Linked DNA regions of Gossypium hirsutum: region 1 is linked to region 2. The links are chromatin contacts, called in public Hi-C maps. All regions are on one chromosome and are shown on one strand. Each heading gives the region's core, a stretch centred on a gene start, on an enhancer-like site or on the middle of the called end of the contact. The rest is flanking DNA. Distances are from core to core; before and after follow the strand shown.

Region 1 (4,803 bases), core at 1,722-4,221, 130 kb before region 2:
GGTAAGATACATTACACTCCCAATGAGAGGAATCCAATTTTATTTTATATTTCTTTTACTGTAAACAATAGATTTACAGGAGCTATTATAGCACTCTAATGTTAATTACTTGGAAGAAAGCCAAGGGTTAGGTGCTACATAAGTATAACCTTGAAAATGTTCACCTGCAGTTGGAGTGGAGGCTGGTGAGTCATCCGCCGGCATCGTAGTCCAGCATTTGTCGAAGTTGGCTGTACACTCCTTTCCACTCACATCTGGTTTGAACTTTGGTTGAATTTCTCTAGCTTCTAATTTCTTCCAATTGATTGACCGAAACCATTTATGTTTCTTTATCTCATCCCCTCCACCAGGACCACTACCTAACCTTCTTGGTGGCTCCTTCTGCAGCAACTGCAAGATTGGGACGAGGTTTCGAATCATTTGCAATTTTATAGCAAGGATAAAATGATGAAAAAAATAACATTACCAAAACTTGTACGTACCCCTTTCAGTAAAGAGTGAGCTTCTGTAGTAAGAAATGGTGGAAGTTTGAGTTTCTCTTGGATAATTCTTTGCTGAAGCTTCTGCCTATTTGCATGTGTATATGGAGGCTGCCAAATCATGGCACTCCATCATATAATTATTGAATGTAATGATGGACAGAAAACAAATCCTATGCTACTCGGACTTTAGGTGTGAGTACTGATTAGGAGTCATATTCCTATATACATGTCTGAAAATGTGCAAATACGAATGTCAAACATAGGTACTTCAAGAATAATAAAAGTCAGAGCAAGACACATACTGATTGCTGTCAAAATCCAGGGATTACAGACACTTCACAGATATCTTGTATTAGAAATAGCAGGTGGGAGAAATGCTCAACTAAGTAGTAAATCTGAAACATGTACCTCAAGCTGGTGCATTAAACAAAACCAGGCAACTCGAAATAAATCATTAATAAGAACAAGCATTATAAAAAAAACGAATCAAACCTGAGCCAGCTTTTCATGTTAGAAAGTTCGAACTTAAAACTTGTAAAATTTGAAAAAGTTATACATACTGGAAATCTCTGTATATTATTACCTGACCAGTTAACATTTCATATAACAGTATCCCAACACTCCACCAATCTGCATCTTTATTGTGACCTTTGGACTGTAAAATTTCTGGAGCCATGTACTCTGTTGTCCCACACATTGAATTTGATCTGCTCGATTCATCAATTTCCTTGGCCAGTCCGAAATCCGTAAGCATAACCTGGGGCAACATACGGATTCAGGAACTAGGAACACTCATAAGAACACGAACAGAGGTATGTATATTTGGCATTCAAGTATGTTATGAGCATGGCTATTAAATGTCCATCAGCATCCACAAGAATATTTTCAGGTTTAAGATCACGATGCACGATGCTGCAGTTGTGAAGATGTGAAACAGCAGATACAATCTCAGCAGTATAAAACCTTGCTTGATCCTCACTATTCAAGAAACATGTAAAAAAAAACCAAAAATAAAAGTTTGCAAACAGACAAATTAGTTGAAGTTGAAGTTGAAACAACATGATACCTGAATATCCCTTGGCGATATAGGTGAAAGAAGAGATGGCCTCCATTTATAAAGTCCAGGATTAAATAAAGCTTAGACTTTGTCTGTAAAATTACATAAGAACACAACTGTAAGCATTGACAAAATATGACCTTCAAATACATGACATAATCATGGATTGGAAATGACTAGTGAGATAAACATCCTAAGTCCTCATATAAATAGTTCAAACAGACAAATTGCTGAACCATAAAAGACCTTGAATTTTTCAAAGTAAAAAAGAAAACCCTTCAATATTTTTGACAATTTGTATAATAGGAAGAGTCTAATTCATGACAAAATCAGATCTTCAATCAGATATCAAGCTGAATCCTAAAGACCAAATATTTCAAATCCAAACCATACCAAATATTTCAAATCCAAACCATTCAATTGTATTTAACATAAGACCAAGAACTAACATCATTTCTCATATCATCTGATCAGAATTACAAAATACTTAACATGGTTTTTTAGGAAAGTTGAAATAACATGAATATATTTAGGGAAAGAGTAGTAAAAGGGACAAATTTTATGGAGATGCAAATAAAAAGAGAAAGTAAATTGCATAAGGAACCTGGAAAGAGTATCTAAGCTGAACAATAAATGGATGAACAACTTTAGTAAGGATATCCCTCTCAGCTCTCATGTAATCGACATGATTCTTTTTAATGATAGTTACTTTCTTCATAACTTTCATAGCAAAAAGCCCATCACCATCCTCATCATTCCTTCCTTTTTTCCTCACTTGAAAAACTTTCCCAAAAGCTCCTTGTCCAACAACTCTCAGGATCTCAAAATCCTCAGGCCCAATCTTGGGTTTTGCTTCTTCTTCTTCATCGTCATCTTGTTCCTCGGCTTCGTATTCGGTTTCAGTTTGGATTTGGAGAGGGAGGGAAGAAGAGACGGTGTAACGAGGAGAAGGACCCACATAAGAATGGGACCTGGTGTGGATAACTTGAGGATCCCCAAGGAAAGCAGAAGGGGGAGACGTGGAGGAAGGTGAATGGAGGGTGGGGTTGGGATGGTGAGGAGTCAAAGGGCCGAAAACATCGCCAAAATCAAACTATGATTAGAAGGAGGAGTGATGGTGAGTTTCTTGAGGTTAGTGGCTAAAAGGGATTGAAGGTTTTTCTTTTGGGATGATGAAGTTGATATCATCTTTTATATTTTCTTAGCAGAAATAGAAAAGAAAAACTAGGGCAGCCAAAGAATGGCTATTATTATTACATTTTAAGGAGAAGGATGGGATGGGAGACACGAAACGAACTGAAAGTAGTGCAGAGGAAGATCAGTTTGAATAGAATTGAAAACGAGAAACATGTTTGATGGACAAGAGGGAGATGTTAGATGGAAGTGGCAATAATTTTGGGTGTCTGATTTCAGTAACGCGCACCTGCGACACTGACAATCACACGCCGAGGTTTACAAATGGGAGTATATCACATTCATTCCCTATACTTTCAAAATGTCCAATCCTAAACTATCAATAAATATTTTATTATGGATAAAATTATCATAAAATACTAATTTAAAAAAAAATTATTAGAATAGGCTAAATCTTAGAATATTTATGAAAATAGGCCGATTTAGGTAAAATGCTTCTAGCTCAGGGGGAAATCCAAAAAAATACTTCCAGTTAGAAGTATTTTCTCCGTGTCACCAATAAAACTCTTCCTGCTGGACATGTTTTTACCCCCCAATGGCTACTTTTCCGACCTCCCCAACCTTATTAATTGTTTACAATATTCTCTCAAAATTCTTAAACCATTCTCAAAATTTTCTCAAATTCTCTCCTAAATTTATTACTAAAATTCTATTTCTATCTAAATTAGATTTTTTATTAATATTTTCTAAAAATATTGTTTATTAAAAATTAATTTGTGTTCTATACAATTAGCAATGATCGATTCTCTACTCCGTCATGATGACAAGCACATTTCCATCAATCAATTGCAAATGGTAAGAATAATTTTTAATAAAGTTTACTTTTTTTTATTTTATTGTTATATTTTAACTTAATATTTTGTATTTTTTATGTAAATAGGTGGAAGATTAAATTTTACAATGTCATATTCGTAATCTACCCGGTCCTCCATCACTATTAATCAATCCATACTTGAGGGAAGTTAGTTTTTGGCGTGTGACCCTTGTAGGTCGAGGCTATAAGTTGGACTGGAAACTCATAAGCGCGTTGGCAGAGGGGTGGAGACCCGAGATACACACATTCTATCTTTCATGATGCAAGTATGCTATTACTTTGGAGGACGTGTATTAATAGTTGGGGTTATCGGTGGATGGGTTGGTAGTCATCAAGTCTGTTCAGTTTGCTGACTAGGGAGGCGTATGTAGTGAACTTTTGAGTTCGGTTCCAAAGACAATTTACAAAGTTCGGATCAAAATGGCTTGGTGATACGGGGTTGCGCGCGGACCAAGATCGAGTTGTCAAGTCACGAGAAACTCCTACGAAAACCCTAAACAATTAGATCTGAAACGAAACAGAAAATTAAAAGATTAGATTTTTGAATTTTCAGATCTGAAATAAAATCCCCAAATCAGCAAAGAATCAAATTGAGAATAGAAATAAGTGTTAGGGTTCTTGAAACCCTCAAGGAGATTGTGATATTGAACACCAAGATAGTTTTCCCCAAATTTCGACAATCTAATTTCACCCAAAAAGAGTATGGAAAAACCCTAGAAATTGGGGATTTTTGGGCTGATTCCTTAAGATAGAAAAAGGCTGAAAACACAATAAGAACAGAAAATAGATTAGATAATGATTCAGCACAAGTAGAAATAAAGAAAGAATTGACAGTAAGAAATTAAAAGATAAGTCCTAAGAAGCCTTGAAATCTCGAAAGATCTCACAACTCCCTTCAAACGGCTCTAATCTCCCCTCCAAAGAATATCAATGGCAAGAAGAAGGTTGAAGATGGCTCCCACAATCAAAAAGATTGTTAAAACAACTTCTAAAGAAAACCCAAGAGAAAATCCTTGAAGAACTCAAAGAGAATTTTCACTCAAATCAAATCTGAAATTTTCAATGTAATTGTAATGTAATGTAGGGTGGCTGGCCAAGCCATATAAATAGGCCTTTCAAATGTTTTCCTAATTTAATTAGAACACTAAAACTAAAACTAAAAAAAAACTCCTAATTATTTTAATATGGAAATTCGGCCAAGGGTCTTTTATTTGGGACTCTTGGACTGAATATAAAAATTTAAACTAAATAAAATA
Region 2 (4,767 bases), core at 925-3,424:
TGAAGCAAGGACTGCAAGGAAAGAAGAAATAATTGGGAAACCTATGGGAGTTTACCAAAGGAGAGAACTTTCTTACTTATTTTATCTCTTTGTCTAGGCAAAAGAGAGCTCTAGAACAACATGATTAAACCGCAAAGCAAATCAGATAGGTTTTTTTAAAGTTTTTGGGGGCAACCTATCTCTCCTATTTGCTTCCAAGCTACATATATCAGTAGCCAATGTTTTGACGAAATACAAGAAAAATTGCAATCCATCATATTTAAAAAGGAGATTTTGTAGAAGCAAATGCCACAGAACTCAAAATGCTAACCATAAAATCACGAGTCACAAGAGACGGCAAATCTCAAATATCACCAGCAAGCACGCCATGGTTCATCTCTTAAACAAGGAAGAAAAGCAAAAGAACAAAAACAAAATGGCAGGAAATAGCCTTTGCAGATCCGCATAGCAACTTTATGTTACTCCAGTTCTTTATTTTCTTTGAAGTATCTATATCTAATACCTGTGTCTGACATGTATTCGGACATAGCTGGGGCTTACAGTCCTTCAAATATATGAAATAACTTAAAAGAAATCAAACATACCATACCATACACACACACACATGCTAATGAATAAATTCACTAAGAAAAATAAAATTTGCATTCGGAAACACCCTAAATCTAGCGTCTAGAATTAACATACGAACATATTAGACAGGCCTTAATCCCAAACCAAAATATTTCACCGATCAAGAAGATGCTAAGAAGAAATCAATTACAAAACACAAATATTTCTTAATTTAGAGAAGGTAAAAGTCTAACTAAAAACTACCAACAGATTAAGATTTAAAGGTTCTAACGCAAATCCAACAAAACAACCTTTTGGTCACCAAATATAATTCACCTCTGATTAGCATGTGCATCAACATAGCCTTCAATAAAAAAAAAATAGAAAAGCCAAACTCACCAGTCTCATCGTCAGCCTTGGATTTCCACCCTTCACAACGCATGGCAGTTCCCCACTGCATCCTATAACAAGTGTTCTGCTCGATCACCGGCTTCCTACTCCAATCCCCTTTCAACCTGGGATTAAAATGAAGAATCCGCGGTGGGTCCTCCCCATCCACCGTCTTCAACCCCTGCAATTCCATCATAAACTGCGAAACCATAACAGAATCTTCCCCGGATTTTAGCAACGCAATCCTCGGATTTGTCTCCGCATGGGCTGCTCTCGGTTTCCCCACCACCGTTATGTGAGACCCCAAAGTAAGCCCGCAGGGAAGCACCATGACCTTGCCGTGGGCCAAAAACTCCGATTCCGATAAAGAAACCGAAGGCCTACATAGTTCGGATTCATTCTTGGGTTTTTTGGGTTTATTTATAGAGCCAATTTTGACTTCCCCTGATTCGAGTTCTTCCCACAGCTTTCTCCCAACTTCCCAAGCAACTTTTGCTGACTTATGGAGCTCCAACGACCCGTCTTTCGCAGTCGGGTCAAAGGATTCGGCATCAAAAGACAAACGAGAGAGGATCGTAGACTGGAGTTTTAGTTGCTTCTGATGGTGAAACTGAGTTGGGGTGGGCGCGTTCTTGGAAACCCAATTCAAGGGACGACTCGGTGCCTCTTTGTATTGAAATTCAACCTCGCTAGCGAGTCTAGGAACCCGAGTTAATGGTTCCTGAGACAAAGTATTTAACCTAGTCCGGAACACAAATGGGATCTCGACGGTAACCAAAACTAAGTACAGAAAACCAAGGATGAACAGAATCTGAACCGATCGTTGCTTTGCTAAGGAAATGAACATATCGAATCTGTCTAATCTATCTAGCTTCGATAACTTCGATTTCTTCATTTCCTTATCCCCTCCCACAACCCAAAAAGGACAACCGATGAAATCAAGAGACAGAGACGGAAAATGGAAGAGAAAATTTATAGTAGTCTTCAAAGAGGGTGAAAGAGTTTGGGGTTATAAATGTGGGAAAGGAAACGCGTAAAAGGAGGTACTTAGAAGCTATGGTATAGATTCTATCACAACAAAAATATAAAAACAAAGTAAATTTGATAAACCGCTGTTAATTAATTTAATTTAAATTGATTTATGAAATGGGATTCTTCGTTGGAAAGGCCGCCATGTTTCAGCTTTTAATCTCCGGCACTCAATATTAGGTGTCCATCATCTGTTTAACTCTCCCGCCCACGTGTTCACTTTTCTTTTCATTTATACAAATATTAAGAGGCCGGAATCCGTCCCAGTATGGGTTCAGCCAAAGAAATTCCATTTTTGAATACCTTAAATTAATTCCTTTAGTATGTCAACAAATTAAGTAAAAGGTAAAACATATTGTATTTTTATTTTAGAATCAAATTTGATATATTATTAGTGGAGTTTTTTTAACTTTATAAGTAATGTTAGAGATTGATAAATATCTTATAGTAAAATATTAAAAAAATAAATATTTAAAGAACACATACAATTTTTTAAAATTATTTGTAAAATAAATATATATATTAAAAATTACTAAATACTAACCCTTTTACTTTTTATATAAAATTAGAAGCTTAAAATTTTAAAACACTTTCATTATAAATAAAATTTTAAAAATATATGGCACAATAATAAATTTAATCCTCAATATTTGTATTTTTTATCATTTTGGCTTTTTTTAAAGTTAAATTTAACCATTGACTTTTTTAAAAAAAGTTAAATTTTTTTAATAGAGGTGTTGACTAAAATATTAACTTTTAATAATACAGACATGACAATCCATGTGGCAGTCCATATATATTTCATATTGACATTCCATTATTTGTTTTATATGTCATATAAATAAATAATTTAAAATTTTATAAAAATATCCAATATGTATAAATATAAAGTTCATACAAATTTAAAAAACATATTTGGGCAAACTACATTAGTAGTCACCTAACTATGTTTTTTTTCTCTTTTCTAGTCCCCTAACTATTGATATTTTTTTTTTGTCACACAACTATTCCATTGTTTTTTTTGGTCAACCAACTATCTTGGATTTTTTGGCATTTCTATTTTTACATTAACCCATTAGTGACAAAAACAAAAACAAACTTGAATAGTTAGGTGGCATTTTTGTAACTTTTCATAGTTGGGTGATTAAAAAAGAAATTTACTAATAGTTGGATAATCATTTTGTAACATTTGATAATTGAATGACAAGGAAAAAAAACCATAATTAGGTTACTACTAATATAATTTGCCTTTTAAAAAAAATTAAACAGATTTTTAATCGATTCAACATGCTTTTGATCAATGTATATCTTTCAGGCAGAATAGATATGGTTCTCGATTTGATCAGTAAGATTGGCTCAACCTTTTCGGGTTTTTTTAACGTATCATGCTATCTATATATACTTATATATAAAAGGAAAGTCCTTTGGCCGTTTCTATCTTTCGTGTCACACTTAAAAAAAACTTTCTAATGGGAATCTTGCGAACTAATTGATAAATAGTTAGAATTCAAGTTTAGTCTTATTACTTTAGAACAAAGAGTTTTCTTTTAGTAGAAAATATTATGATTAAGGGTATTAATAGTACTAACTGACTTGGGATTAAGGAAAGCGGTAGTGGGAAGATTATATATGGGAGGATTCTTTCATCCTGGTATTCATTTTTCTTTCTTCCATCTTATTCTCTGGTTTTATCTGTAAGAAAGAAAAGTTAATAAGCGATCTGCGTGGATGGAGAAAATAATGTATCAGCTTAAGTGATTGAGGATTTAGTAAACTGATAATATTTAAGATTTTAGTTTAATTCATTGAGCTTGTATTGAGATGTTTATGATTGCAGCTAATCTTTAAATTCTCTCTGCATGCAAATGAATTATGGCTTTCTTACATCTGAATGTCTTTGTTTTGATCTTGATATGATTATTATGATTAGCTAAACAAGAAGGAGGATGTAACCTCCAAAACTCATCCTAGACGTTAGACCCAAATTCGGGAGATTACATCGGCCACCAAAATGGCCTAGTTGTTGGGAAAAAACCCAATTTGAAAATGGTTTTCTTGCACAATAAAAAATTAAAATTTTGAAAATCAACCTAATTTGTGATATTTATAGTAATAAACCTTAACTGAATTCGTACCTGTGTTTTTGGATAAATAGATTATTGATTTTTTTGGCTTTCAACAAACGATCTGTGCTATTCGCATACCATGAATTGCTCTGAGTATGGGCACAAACCAATTGAATCAAAATATAGAAATAGAAAAAGTTTTTTTTTTGGTGAAAACGAAAATTCTCTCTTCTTTAATAGAAACCGATAAAATTGTTATTCTGAAAAATATGCTTATAAGTTGAGAATAAATTCTCTCTATTTTCGGCAAAATAAAAATCCTTTAAAAATTTGTTAATAGCTCTACCAATGTCATCTATTTATAGAAAAAGAAGGTAGAACCCTTGTACAATTATAGAGGTTTATTTTAAATAGAAAAAACAACATCCTACTTAGAGTAGGAGAGGGGTGAACGACTCACCCTTGTATTTCTACTAGGGTTGTTGCCCCATTCATGTTATATGAAGGGCTTTGGGCCTCTCTCACATTAGGTCCAATTACAAGTGTTTATTGGGCCTTTTTGACCCAATACTCTGTAATGTGATCCAACCCGATTCAATTGTTCTATTTCTTAAAATAAACTTTAATATTTATATATTAAATAATTTTATCATCCACAGTAAAAATTTGATGATTTTACCCTTGGTAAAATTTCAAGAAAATTCGTTCAATATGTCAGAACTCAACATGTTCA

What was found. Hi-C and Micro-C count contacts between places; a contact is called where the count stands out from the background.
Region 1: a contact with region 2 is called in a Hi-C map of leaf, with 2.4 times the contacts expected there. The contact joins the enhancer-like site here to the promoter of LOC107887280 in region 2. A contact is called at or near these places in 17 of 34 Hi-C or Micro-C datasets (anther, callus, fibers and 4 more).

What each region holds. Positions count from the first base shown.
Region 1 is chrA03:24,161,384-24,166,186 of Gossypium_hirsutum_v2.1, reverse strand. It overlaps the pseudogene LOC107887297. Among protein-coding and RNA genes, the nearest start is that of LOC107887296, 20 kb to the left of the region's middle. Within about 2 kb of position 2,971, at least 9 of the 9 cell types and tissues checked have an H3K27ac peak or open chromatin away from gene starts, as enhancers often do. A contact at or near this core is called in fibers, hypocotyl and leaf, where this site is marked.
Region 2 is chrA03:24,027,244-24,032,010 of Gossypium_hirsutum_v2.1, reverse strand. It overlaps LOC107887280 (hydroxyproline O-galactosyltransferase GALT6), which reads right to left and starts at 2,174. Exons shown (of 7, transcript XM_016811471.2): 1 at 949-2,174. The coding sequence starts at 1,834.